Regions from separate parts of the Oryctolagus cuniculus genome. Here region 1 is linked to region 2. A link is a contact called in public Micro-C data. All regions are on one chromosome and are shown on one strand. Each heading gives the region's core, a stretch centred on a gene start, on an enhancer-like site or on the middle of the called end of the contact. The rest is flanking DNA. Distances are from core to core; before and after follow the strand shown. Region 1 holds the start of SRSF5 (serine and arginine rich splicing factor 5). Region 2 holds the start of ERH (ERH mRNA splicing and mitosis factor).

Region 1 (5,624 bases), core at 447-2,946, 320 kb after region 2:
GAAGGCAGCAACTTTTTTTTTGGTAACATACAGCATCATCTTTCTTGTTCTTCTACTTCAAGAAATCTTTTTCACATTTTGCTGATCACAGCAAAAATATAGTGAGTGTAATGATAAGCAGTTGCTTCCACTACAAAATGTAGAAAATAATTGAAAGATCTCATTTTTAACTATGTAGAAACCATGCAAATCCAATAAGAGCACATATTTTTGTTTTGTTTTGAAGATTTATTTGAAAGGAAGACTTAGAGAGAAGGAGGGCGAGAATGAGAGGGAGAGACCCATCTTCTATTTGCTGGTTCATTCCACAAATGCCTGCAACAGCCAGAGCTGGGCCATGTGGAAGCCAGGAGTCTAGAATTGCATCCTGGTCTCCGACTAGAGTGGCCACCATCTGCGGCTTTCTCAGTTGCTTTAGCAGGGAGCTGGATTGGAAATGGAGCAGCTAGGACTAGAACTGGTGATCATACGGGATGCGGACATCACAGGCATTGGCTTAACTTACTGTGGAGCAACACCAGCCCCATGGGCAAGAGATACACTTTAAAATGCCAATGAGTGTATTGAGCCAACAGGGAAAGATAAAGTTTCAACAAATACTTACCATCTTTAAAATCCATCCTAATTCCCCACACCATAGGTAACTTCATAACACTGTTTGCCCCCACTGGGGCTATTTGCATTTAAAACTGTGTGAATGGAAGAGCTGGCCCCATACAAACTCTCCATGCTCTCATCCAGACTTCCTGAGGGCCCCATTCCAGAGGTCACGGGTAAGGCTAGCTGCTCTTCTGCTTGAACTATTTTCTGTCTGTGTAATTCTAGTTCCAAGCATGTAACGCTAGATGCTGGGCCTGCTCAGAAATGGAGTGCCTTGGTTTCCACCTAAAAGCATTAAAGAAGAGTTCTCTTTACACCTAAGATTCTAGGCCTGGCAACCTTATTGAGAAAACACTGGAGTTCAAATACCCACGTATTTGCCCTGTTGCACACCCACTTTAACAGCACAACACAAATTGTGTCGCTGAAGAATTGTAGGCTTTCATGTGTTTCATTACAGAAACCTGAACAGGGCGGATTAACCAAATCCCATTTGGACTTAAGGCAGCTGGAAACCTCTTCAAGCCAGCTCAGTTGCAGAGTGGTGGCAAGGCAGAAAACCATATTCCGGTTTCAATTCAAGAGGGCCTTCACGCTATAGTCTCCATTTTAAGATTTCATGACTCAAAAAACCTTCCATTAAAAAAAATTATTCTGTTCCTTAGGTCTTCTCACTACCATATGTCCATGGCGATTGACTTGAGCATCAAGGAGCGCCCTGGCCTTGAGTGAAACCACATGAAGCGCGCAGCACGGAGTCAGGGCAGCCAGGTCTTTTTACAGAGCCCGAGTTTCAATCACTCGTAATCTTCTGGGTACCCGAGGAAAATTCCGGATACAGAAAAGGGTCCAATTTGCTTTAAGAGACTTTTATGGGAACGATGTAAATGATCCGAACTCCACGCCTCAGGAGAAGCAAACGTCTCCAACGGCTACCGCTCCGAAGCACCTGCCGTTCCGCCCCCGACCCCACCCACCGCAGTCTGAGGGTCGCTCTAGGGGTCGCGGTAGGAAGACCCTTGCCCTGCGGAAGCTTCCGGCGCTGGACCCAACAGGGTGTGCACCACAGCCCCATGGGCGGTCCCGGAAGTGACGTAGGGACGCGCCCTCCATTTTGTGGAACGCCAGCGCTACTAAGTGCGTCAGTTGTCGAGAGGCGTAGACGAGTTAAGTTCTGGTCTGCAGGGAGGTTGACGACTCCGTCGCAGACTACGGACCTCTCTGGGTCTCAGCTGCCAAAGATCCTGTCCGGTAGGTGAGTGGCTCACTTTGAGGGCAAGGCTTCTCGGATCGAGGCTTCTCCATGGCCCCTCAGGTCGCGAGTGGTCGGGGCTGCTCTCTTTGCGGAGGACGGCGTCTAATGAACGCAGTTGACTCGAGGTGGGCGCTGGGGCACGTCTCCCTTTTGGTGTTGCTTGAGGGGTAGTGAAGGTGGAGGGGTGGTCATGTTTGCGGTCGTTTGTACACAGGGGTTGCGCGCCCCTCCCTGCCACTCTTGCGGCTTCGTTATCCAGCCGCCCCGAGTCGTGGGCCTAGGCGGCTCTGACTTTTGCTCAGGGTGTGGCGCGGGGGCCACCTGCGGGCGGGCAGAATGAGTCCGGAATGGTGGCACCGGGGAGGGAGAGGGAGAATTTGGCTCGCGCTACTCTGCCCGGCGCTGACTCCGCGGCCGCCATCTTGGGGCCGCCGAGTGCCCGCCCTTCGTTGTGTGCGCAGGCGCGGCCGCGGTCTCGCGAGACGCAGGTTCCCGCCCCCTGTGACGCGCCGGGCCTCTGCCATTGGGCTGGTCTCGCGGAGGGCGGGGTCGGCTCCGCCTGCGGTTCTCGGCCTTTCCTAACTGCGGCAGAAGGGAGGGGGCCGGGGCGTCGCGCGGCGGCGCGGCTGCGCAGTGCGAGAGGTGGCAGTGGGCGTTGCGGTTGCTGCGGTCCGGGGCCCCGGGGGTAGGGGGAGAGCCGGGGGGTCGCGTTGGGAGGCGGCCGTGTTGTCACCCTGCCGGGTAAAAGTTTTAAGCTACGTGTGATGCGTTCGGTGGCTTCTTCCGGCATTCCTCTGCGCCCTTCATTGGTATTGTCTCGATTGATTGATTCTCTGGCAGGAAGCGCTAGCCGGACACCATGAGCGGCTGTCGAGTGTTCATCGGGAGGCTAAATCCGGCGGCCAGGGAGAAAGACGTGGAGAGGTTCTTCAAGGGCTACGGACGGATAAGGGATATTGATCTGAAAAGGGGTTTTGGTTTCGTGGTGAGTATTCAGAACAAGGGTTGTTGAGTGGGTAAAGCTTTGGGTGAGCAGTACCGTGTCCAGGTAGAATATTGTGTCTGCAGCATAAAAGTTAGCGAATTGTCTTAAAGAACCCGCTGGCTGACTGGGATCCCCAGCCGAGTCACCCTCTTGATGAGGTTTATCTGCGTGGTCATGTCTTGATGCTCTGCCTCCCCTCCCCTGCCCTGCTTTTAGTGTTTGTATGTTGTGTCCACACATGCAGCCGCGCTAAGCGTCTTACACTTTATTGTAGGAATTCGAGGATCCCAGGGATGCAGATGATGCCGTATATGAACTTGATGGAAAAGAACTTTGCAGTGAAAGGTGAGAGGTTCTTAGTGCAAAATGGAGCAGACCAAGGCGGCCGGGATGTTATCTTAAACAGGGCTCGCTCCCGTACAGCTTGAGTGTATAACGCGGGCTCGTTCTTGTTTCTGTAGGGTAACTATTGAACACGCTCGGGCTCGGTCTCGAGGTGGAAGAGGTAGAGGACGATATTCTGACCGATTTAGTAGTCGCAGACCTCGAAATGATAGACGGTATGTGATGGGCGGAGGACTGCTGCTGATTCTGGCTACCGGGACTTGGTTTAAGCCTGAGGAACCATTAACAGTAAATGATGCTGGGACTTGAGTCTGGTGTGTTCCTGTGTTAGCTCACTGGTCCTGGTGAGTCTGTAATGAGTCACAGAATAACACAGAAAGTGTTGATGGAAGTCACCTGGTGACTTGTCACGGCTGAGTGTTTGAGCTTGTCCAGGGTTGAACACTAGAAGTGCGCTCGGCACTGCATTGCTTCCATTGTGAATACTCATTTTCTTCCTCAGAAATGCTCCACCTGTAAGAACAGAAAATCGACTTATAGTTGAGAATTTATCCTCAAGAGTCAGCTGGCAGGTTTGTTGAAATACGGTTTTTGCGTTATTTTGATGTGGATTTTTTTAAAAGAAATATTAATGGGTAGCTAATGTTTTATTAATGTTTTAAAATTAAAAGTAATTTTATCTTTAATTAATTTATTTTAATGGAATTGTAATTGTAAAGTTAAATTAATTAATTGTAATTGGGGGATATTTTATTATTAACTAATCAAATGTAAATGTTTTGAGGATATTTTTCTTGTTTTGAAAAATCAATTTTAACCAAATATTAAACCCTTTATTTGCCAGCCTATCTGTGTCGTTGGCCTTATGACGAGGAGTGCCTGTGGGTTATCCTAATCGTTGTCTTGGTCACTCTTGGTTGGGCCTGGTTGACTTTGCCAGTCAGCTCCTACAGTGATCAATTGGCCACCTCTAGATCTGTGTTTGCCGGTCTAGACGTAATCGGTGCACTTCCTTGAAGTGCCAGGTTGCAGCGATCCCAGAGCGTTGATAACGTGATCTGATCCCTAAGTTGAAAGCTGTCTTCCTGTAACGCTTCCGAATAAGAGGTCCTGGTCGAAAAGAGTTGAAAGATACGCAATTAGGTGTTCGTTGGCGTCCTGATCGCAGTGCAGTGGTCCTTGGTAACTGCTCAAGAGTAGAACATGTCTGCATCGCCAGTAGTCCGCTGATAGGGAGGGGCTGTGCGATTAAAGGCTTCCAGCGATTGGGTAGTATCCTTCAAGTGGGTGGCGAAGAGCCAGTCGGGCCTATGTCATGAAGGTTTCTCCGACCGATAAATGGTTTGCTGCTTGACTAGCCTAGGGAAATATTAATAAAGGTAAAGTAAACTTTTTTAATGGCATATGGGGCACAAAATAACTGGTGTCTTGTAAATGTTCTGTTTTTTTTTTTTTTTAATATAAATCTTCTACTTTAGTCTTTACTTTAAAATTTGTATTGTTTCTTTTTGTTTTTTTGTTTTTTTGTTTGTTTTTTTCCCCTTTGTACTGAACTCAGTATAGACTAATACTACTTTAATGTTAAAATCTGAATTTCCTTTAGCATTTTGCTTAAAAGCAATATGCTATTTGCTTATTTCGTGCCCTGATAGATACTTTTTGAATTCTGATAGAATACAAGTGTGGTAAATGCCATGTTTGTATATCTAACATCTTCTCTTTCAGTAGTCTTGTTTTTATACCATGTGCTTGTTTGTGTGTCACCTTTCCTCTTCTCCGCATAACACAATTATCTTGTGTTAAGGATCTCAAAGATTTCATGAGGCAAGCTGGGGAAGTAACCTTTGCGGATGCACATCGACCTAAATTAAATGAAGGGTGAGTGTATATTGGAGATTGTGAAAGCCTTTAAATACCCTAACTTTTTTTCCATAGATAAGACTTACGATTTGGATGTACTGGAATGTAGTGGTTCTCCACTGGAGACAAATGTGGCTGCACAGGGGACACGAGGCAGTGCCTGGAGATAAATTTGCTTGTAAAAACTGGTTGGGCGTGCTGCTGGCATGTAGCAGGTAGAAGCCAGGCATGCTGTTACAGCACCCCACAATATACAGGATAGTTAATCCACAATAAAGAATTACCTGGCCAAAATGTCAGCAGTGCCAAGAGTTGACTCTAAGGAGTGTTGTCTGTCAGAAATAAGGCTTGATGCAGCAAGAGCAAAACAGAGGAACTGCTCATCTACACCGTTTGCAAGATAATGGGGTGTATATATTCTGAAAATGGTTTTTTTTCCTCCCATCATTTTAGGGTGGTTGAGTTTGCCTCTTATGGTGATTTAAAGAATGCTATTGAAAAACTTTCTGGAAAGGAAATAAATGGGAGAAAAATAAAATTAATCGAAGGCAGCAAAAGACACAGGTATTTTTAATAATT
Region 2 (5,876 bases), core at 2,103-4,602:
TGATGGCTGTAACTAAATCTCAATGCTCTTAACGTTTCTATGTACAATCAGCAATCTAAAATTCAGAAGCTGTCCCTAGCGGCTTAGCAACTCCAGTGCTAGTTCTAACGAGAACGTATGGGGCTATCTACGGATGTCTGCAGCACGACCAAGTAACAATCAGCAATGTACTCAGAAAACAGTGAGAAGCCTTGGGAAGTTATTTGTTATATACAGGGCTTGGGTTTGAAATGCATACTTGCAGCAGGAAAAGACCGTGTGCATAGTTCATGTTTGAAATATTCAACAAGTACGGTCTATCCTAAGTATCTACTTTTCCCTAACAAAGTAATACATTCAGAAATCTATGGAGAAAAACAAACCCAGTTTCTAAACAAAACACATTTTAATAGTAAGTTTCAGTGGGGAAAAAAAAACCTCAAAGATTTCTGCCCCCGATGGGTGTTAAGCTCACCTTCCATGCATTCATTCACAGATTCATAGTCAGCGTAAGTTCTGCCTTCTGGCCTCTTGGTAGGCTGTACCAGCAAAATGGTATGAGACTGCAAGGGAAGAAGTGATTTCAATGTAAGTGTCTAAGTTTCTACTGGAGAAATCCACAGTATCGTATACAATCCTTATTCATGACATAATCATTATATTAAAACACAGTGTCTTCATCTGACAGTTTTATTTATTTGAAAGGTCGATAGAGAGAGAACCTCAATTTTTTATCCACTGGCTCACTCCCTAAGTGGCCGCAACAGCCAGGAGCTAGGAACTCCATCCAGATCTGCTTACGCAGCCGGCAGCAACTCAAGCGCTCTCAGCCATCACCTGCTGCTCCCCAGGTACATTACAAGGGAGTTGGAACAGAAGTTGGAGTAGTTGGGAACCTGCACTCTGATATGGGATGTGGACATCCCCCCACTAAGCCACAAATGCCCAGTCCCTCCCCTCCCAACAGTAATTACGTCTCTGCCCAAGTGTGGATCAGAGACTGGATTCCTAAGTCCCTCAGCCTCCCAGTCCTGCATGACTGCTTCTGCAAACTCTAACCCTCCCTCCTGCCAAAGCTGTGACAACCAAAAATATACCCAGACATTGCCAAATGCCCCCTACAGGCGGGAGTGAAGACGGGGAATCTCCCTCAGCTGTGCATCGCTCTCCACTGAGACTGAGCCTGCCCAATTACCTGCCACCTAAGGTTCATTAGTTAGATGCTAGTGTGATGCAACTCCACCATAAACTCAATCCCCAATCAACGCACTCTTGTTTTTTCTTCTCTTTTGCAAGACCGTATTTTTCCTGGCCAAAACATCTAGCCTTAAAATGAACCTGGTGCTGGTTCACTCCCCACATGGCTGCAATGGCCAGAGCTGCACCAGCCAGGAGCTTCCTCCCGGCCTCCCACGCGGGTGCAGGGGTCCAAGGACTTGGGTCATCTTCTGCTTTCCCAGGCCACAACAGAGAGCTGGGTCGGAAGAGGAGCAGTTGGGACTCGAACCGGAGGACTAACCTACTGTGCCACAGCGCTGGTTCCCCTGGGGCTTTTCAATACTGCTGCCCAAAGATAAGGATTTAAAACTACTAAGAGTGGAACCTGACTAAATTCTAAAAACCTAAATTCTAAAAACTGCACTCAAGATGGCTGCCATTTTTAAGTGGCAGTGCTTCCCTGTTACCAAGCCTTTAAGGATCACTATACCCTTCCACTTTCTTCTTGGGAGCTCTTTTTAGAACACTTCGGTTTTATTAGAAATCCAAACATATTTGCCTTATCACTCTTTTCCCTTCTGGACAGATTTGGTCCTTGCTTTCTATGGTCCTTTCTCAGGGGAGTGCTTTTCCTCTTATAAATCTAGTTTATAGCATATACATCTATGATCTTCTATCTACACAATAAGAAGACTGTGAAAACCCATTTCCTTAATAAAATCCTTATTCTCTGGTTACCAAGCAGTAGCGATTCACTCGGATGAAGGGGTAACCGCCCCCCAAACATGAACTCTAAGAGGTCAGTCTGCTACTGCTGAAATGCCACAATACGTCAATTAGCTTCAAATGCTTTCCCCCAAACTACCAGGGAAGGGGAGGGAGGGAGGGACAAAGTCTGGTCTTCTGTCCCTGGCTATGTCGGTGGAATGCTACAGAAGGAAGGAAGGGACACTTACAAGTTCTGATCCTCAGCCTACTTCGATAAGTAACTGTTGCCCACATCCATCCGACGCGGGATGGACCTGTTACTGGGACTTTCTCAGGTTTCAATCTAAGCATTCGGACACAGTACCACATGGTGACATAAAGCCAGGGAAGGAAACTCAGAGGTCCAACGACTTGCCCAAGGTCACACTGCTGGTTATGGAACCGGAAAGATGGTCTAACTCAGTCCTCTTCGGGAGACCATGTTGGGCCAAACAATGAAGCAGCTCAACTCAGCAAAGCACACCTGGAGAAGTTCCTTGCTAACCCCCGCGGCAACCAGAAAAGGAAAGTCTACGTGTGGAGGCAGCCCCGATTCCTCTCTCTTGATCTAGAGACAAAAGCCCACCCATCGCCCCGCCGCCCCGCTCACAGGCGTCGGGAGGCCCGGCCCGGGACCCCACCTTGTCTGCCTCTGGTCCCCAGGGACTTAAGAAGGGCTAAGAACAAGACTGAAGGCGGAGGCAGAAGCCCAATGAGGCACCTAGGAGTCTCAGAGAAGGCGAAAAAGGAGGTAAAAAATAAGGGGTGGGGGGCAGGCAGGGCGCTGGAAAACAAAAGGGAACGGCTGAGGAAGCCCCCTTCGGAGCCAACACGACCCCTCTGGGCTCACAGGCTGGCTCCAGGAAGCCGGCGATTCTGTCAGTTTCGGGAAGGGGTTTGTCAGACGTCTCTCGGCCATTGTTCCTACAGCAGCATGCTTGGAGGGAAGGAGCAGCACCCTCACGCCTCCCTCCACCCAGCGGCCAGAGAGAGCGAGCGTATCCGCAGACCCACGGCACGCCTCGCTCGAGCCAGCAGGCGGGCGCGCAACCGTAGGGCGGACCCGGGCTCCGGGGCCTACAGCCAGGCCCCGCGTCCCCGCGGCGGGAAGGGGAAGGGTCGAGCCACGAGCTGCAGGGACGGGGAGCTGCAAGCGCGCGCGCTGGGAGAGTCAGGGCAAGAGGCTGGGGAGATGTACGGGACTGAGGTCGCTTGCAAAACGGGGGCCTCGGGGAGCCGCAAGGGCCTTTCTCACCATCGCGCCAAACTCTTCTCTTTGCAGCCGCTGCCGACACCGCCGCCGCACACGAGCTTAGCCGCAACGCCGCCAACAGCCAATCCCCGCGAGAGGAGCCGCCGGAAATCGTCGGGAGCGCGACGCGAAGAGAACCTTCGTACCATAGAGACGCACACGCTTCCGGCAGCTAGAGCAGATACTGACTCGGCTTCAGCCATCTTGGATAAGGGCGAAGAACTACGTAGGGAAAGCTTCGGCGCTGTAAAAAGAACGCTCTTTTTCAAGACTCTATTTCCCGTACCCTTTTTATTAGAAGTACGACTAGAATGATGGCCGGTATAGACAGGGACACCGGTCATTTTTTCACCAGCCCTACTCAAAAATGGCGGCCGCATAAGTAGCCCGGGCCATAGGTCGGTTGTAACCCGGAAGTGCTTTTCTGAAGCCGGGGCCAGTGAGGCAATCCGGAAGTGGATGTAATGAAGAGGTGCCACTTGGCGGCCATGGCAGCTGTAGTATCCGTGACTCCGAGTCAAGGCCCGGCGGAGTGGAATAGCATGGGCAGCGCCGGGTGTAGGGCAGAGACAGCTTTATGTCAGCTTCGCTGCTGAACCTCTAGGACTCTTCGTTAGAGACCTACAGGACTCATTTCCCTCGTCCAGACTTGGCGGAGAGTTTGCTGGGACTGGTGGGCTGGTCCCATCCCTGGGGGGCGGATCACCCGCGGGGCCCGCCTCAGGGAAACCAGGGTCGCCGCCACGACGCGCGGGTTCGCTTGGACTGTGCTGCCTTTCCTGCTGCCGCCTGGGACGTTGTCTGGGGGGTGGGGGGGTGCCGTTGTGCACCCTCATTCCGAAGATCGAAGAAGTCGCTCGTTCGCCCATTTCCCCAGTGCTCTTTACCCCCCGAGAACCCAGTGACAGGCATTGGCAGGGGCCCAGGATTGCTGAAAAGTTCTCTCTGGTGCTAATATCAGCAAAAAGGGGCTCTTGGCAGGTACGTGCGAGAGAAAGGTGCCTCGTGGACACAGCCGCAGGTGGGGAGGTCGCAAGGACTGGCGAGCGCACTTGTTCTCTTGGAACCGCGGCACGTGTGTCAAGAAGCTAAGCACCCATTGGAGCCACTGGAATTTTGTGGTCTGGTGGTGGTGGTTGGATGAACGAGGGCAGAATGGATGATTTCCTCTCCATTAGCTTGCTCTCTCTGGCTATGTTGGTGGGATGTTACGTGGCTGGCATCATTCCCCTGGCTGTTAATTTCTCAGAGGTAAGAGATTCTACGTTTTGTGTCCGCTGTCAGGATGGCTCCTGGCCGGTAGTGACAGTGGCAAGGGGGAGCTGCTTCCTGGTTCGTCTCCGAGCTCGCGGCCCCATCAAGGAAGAAAAGATGGGTAGCATTTAAGTAATAGAACCAAACCTTAGATAGAGCCAGAATTCTTCGTCTTGGGTGGGTGGGTACTCCACGGAAGATCTTGGGATATTCTGAAACCGCTTATAAAGATTCCCAGAAGTTTCAAGGAATCAGGCTCTAGATTGTTAGCGAGAAGATAAATGGAGAATGTTGTTTGTCCATATGTGTTCAAATCAATGTGATGACTTCTCTTCTTGAGAAAGTGAAATATTTTGTTTTTCTGTTTTTTTTTTTTTTTTTTTTTTTTTAGATCGCAGATCGCTGTGAATGTAAGGGGGAAAAAACACAAGTGGTTTTTAAGTTACATTTCCTTTTAAAGAAAAGCATTGAAATTCTGTTCTGAAGTTTTCATCCCTGTTTGCTTTGAAATGCATTTTTGGTTAATGTGTTGTCACATTTTGGTTAATTTGGTTGTCATTCGTGGAATACACATTAGCAGGGGAAGAGGATAGATGAGAGCGTTGCTCAGTGCGAATGCACGTGGATTCTTGATATTGTCGAATGTGCCCGCGGTGAGAGGGTAGGGAGAGAAATGGTGATTCAGAAGTAGCAGGTTCTTGTGAGTTTGTCCTGCCTCAGTGACGCGTGTCCTGAAAGTGCCCTCAGAGGGAAGGGGAGAGCAGAGGGCCCTAGAGAGGCGAGGACAGGGAACCGGGGTGAGGTGCGAGGCGGCCTTGAAGACGGTGAGGAGGGAAAAGCAGCCCACTGGCGGAGTAGCTGGGGCGAAGTGCTGGAAGTTCGCAGCCAGATGGAAGGGAGGCTGCAGGCGTTACCGTTCCTTTTCTGTTTTCCTTTTTTGCTGCACCCCTCAGCATCTAATGATAACGTTTTATTTTTATGATGTGCATTACCTGACTTCATTTTAATACTCGATGAGGAAACAGACTCAGATCGTGTGAGCTGAGCAAGTTCATGCAGTATACTGCGTTTAGAGCTGTTTTAAAAATCTTGATGGTTCTGTCTCAGCAGTTCTTAGCCACTCTGCTCACTGAGGCAAAGGTACATGGTACCTGGGACCTGGTTGTGGCACAGAGGTTTAAGCCACTATTGGGATGCCCACATCCCATATATCAGAGTCCTGGCTCTTTCTGATCTCGCTCCCTGCTGATGCATCCTGAGAGACAACAGAAAATGGCCCAAATGCCTGGGCCCCTGCCACCCACCTAGGAGACCTGGATGGAGTTCAAAGCTCCTGCTTCAGCCTGGCCCAGCCCTGGCTCTTGTGGGCAGAAGATATTCCACCCCCCACCCTCACCTTTCAAGTAGATGAAAACAAATAAACATA

What was found. Hi-C and Micro-C count contacts between places; a contact is called where the count stands out from the background.
Region 1: a Micro-C map of ear pinna shows a contact between it and region 2, with 6 times the contacts expected there. The contact joins the promoter of SRSF5 here to the promoter of ERH in region 2. A contact is called at or near these places in 2 of 6 Hi-C or Micro-C datasets (ear pinna and an unstated tissue).

Annotation. Positions count from the first base shown.
Region 1 is chr20:15,600,437-15,606,060 of mOryCun1.1, forward strand. It overlaps SRSF5 (serine and arginine rich splicing factor 5), which reads left to right and starts at 1,697. Exons shown (of 8, transcript XM_008248574.4): 1 at 1,697-1,980; 2 at 2,696-2,840; 3 at 3,115-3,185; 4 at 3,302-3,400; 5 at 3,688-3,757; 6 at 4,990-5,063; 7 at 5,499-5,609. The coding sequence starts at 2,715. It overlaps LOC138847204 (a long non-coding RNA gene), which reads right to left and starts at 810. Exons shown (of 2, transcript XR_011384881.1): 1 at 605-810.
Region 2 is chr20:15,278,798-15,284,673 of mOryCun1.1, forward strand. ERH (ERH mRNA splicing and mitosis factor) reads right to left here and starts at 3,353. Exons shown (of 4, transcript XM_002721665.5): 1 at 3,200-3,353; 2 at 455-542. The coding sequence starts at 3,202. SLC39A9 (solute carrier family 39 member 9) reads left to right here and starts at 3,630. Exons shown (of 7, transcript XM_002721664.5): 1 at 3,630-4,447. The coding sequence starts at 4,337.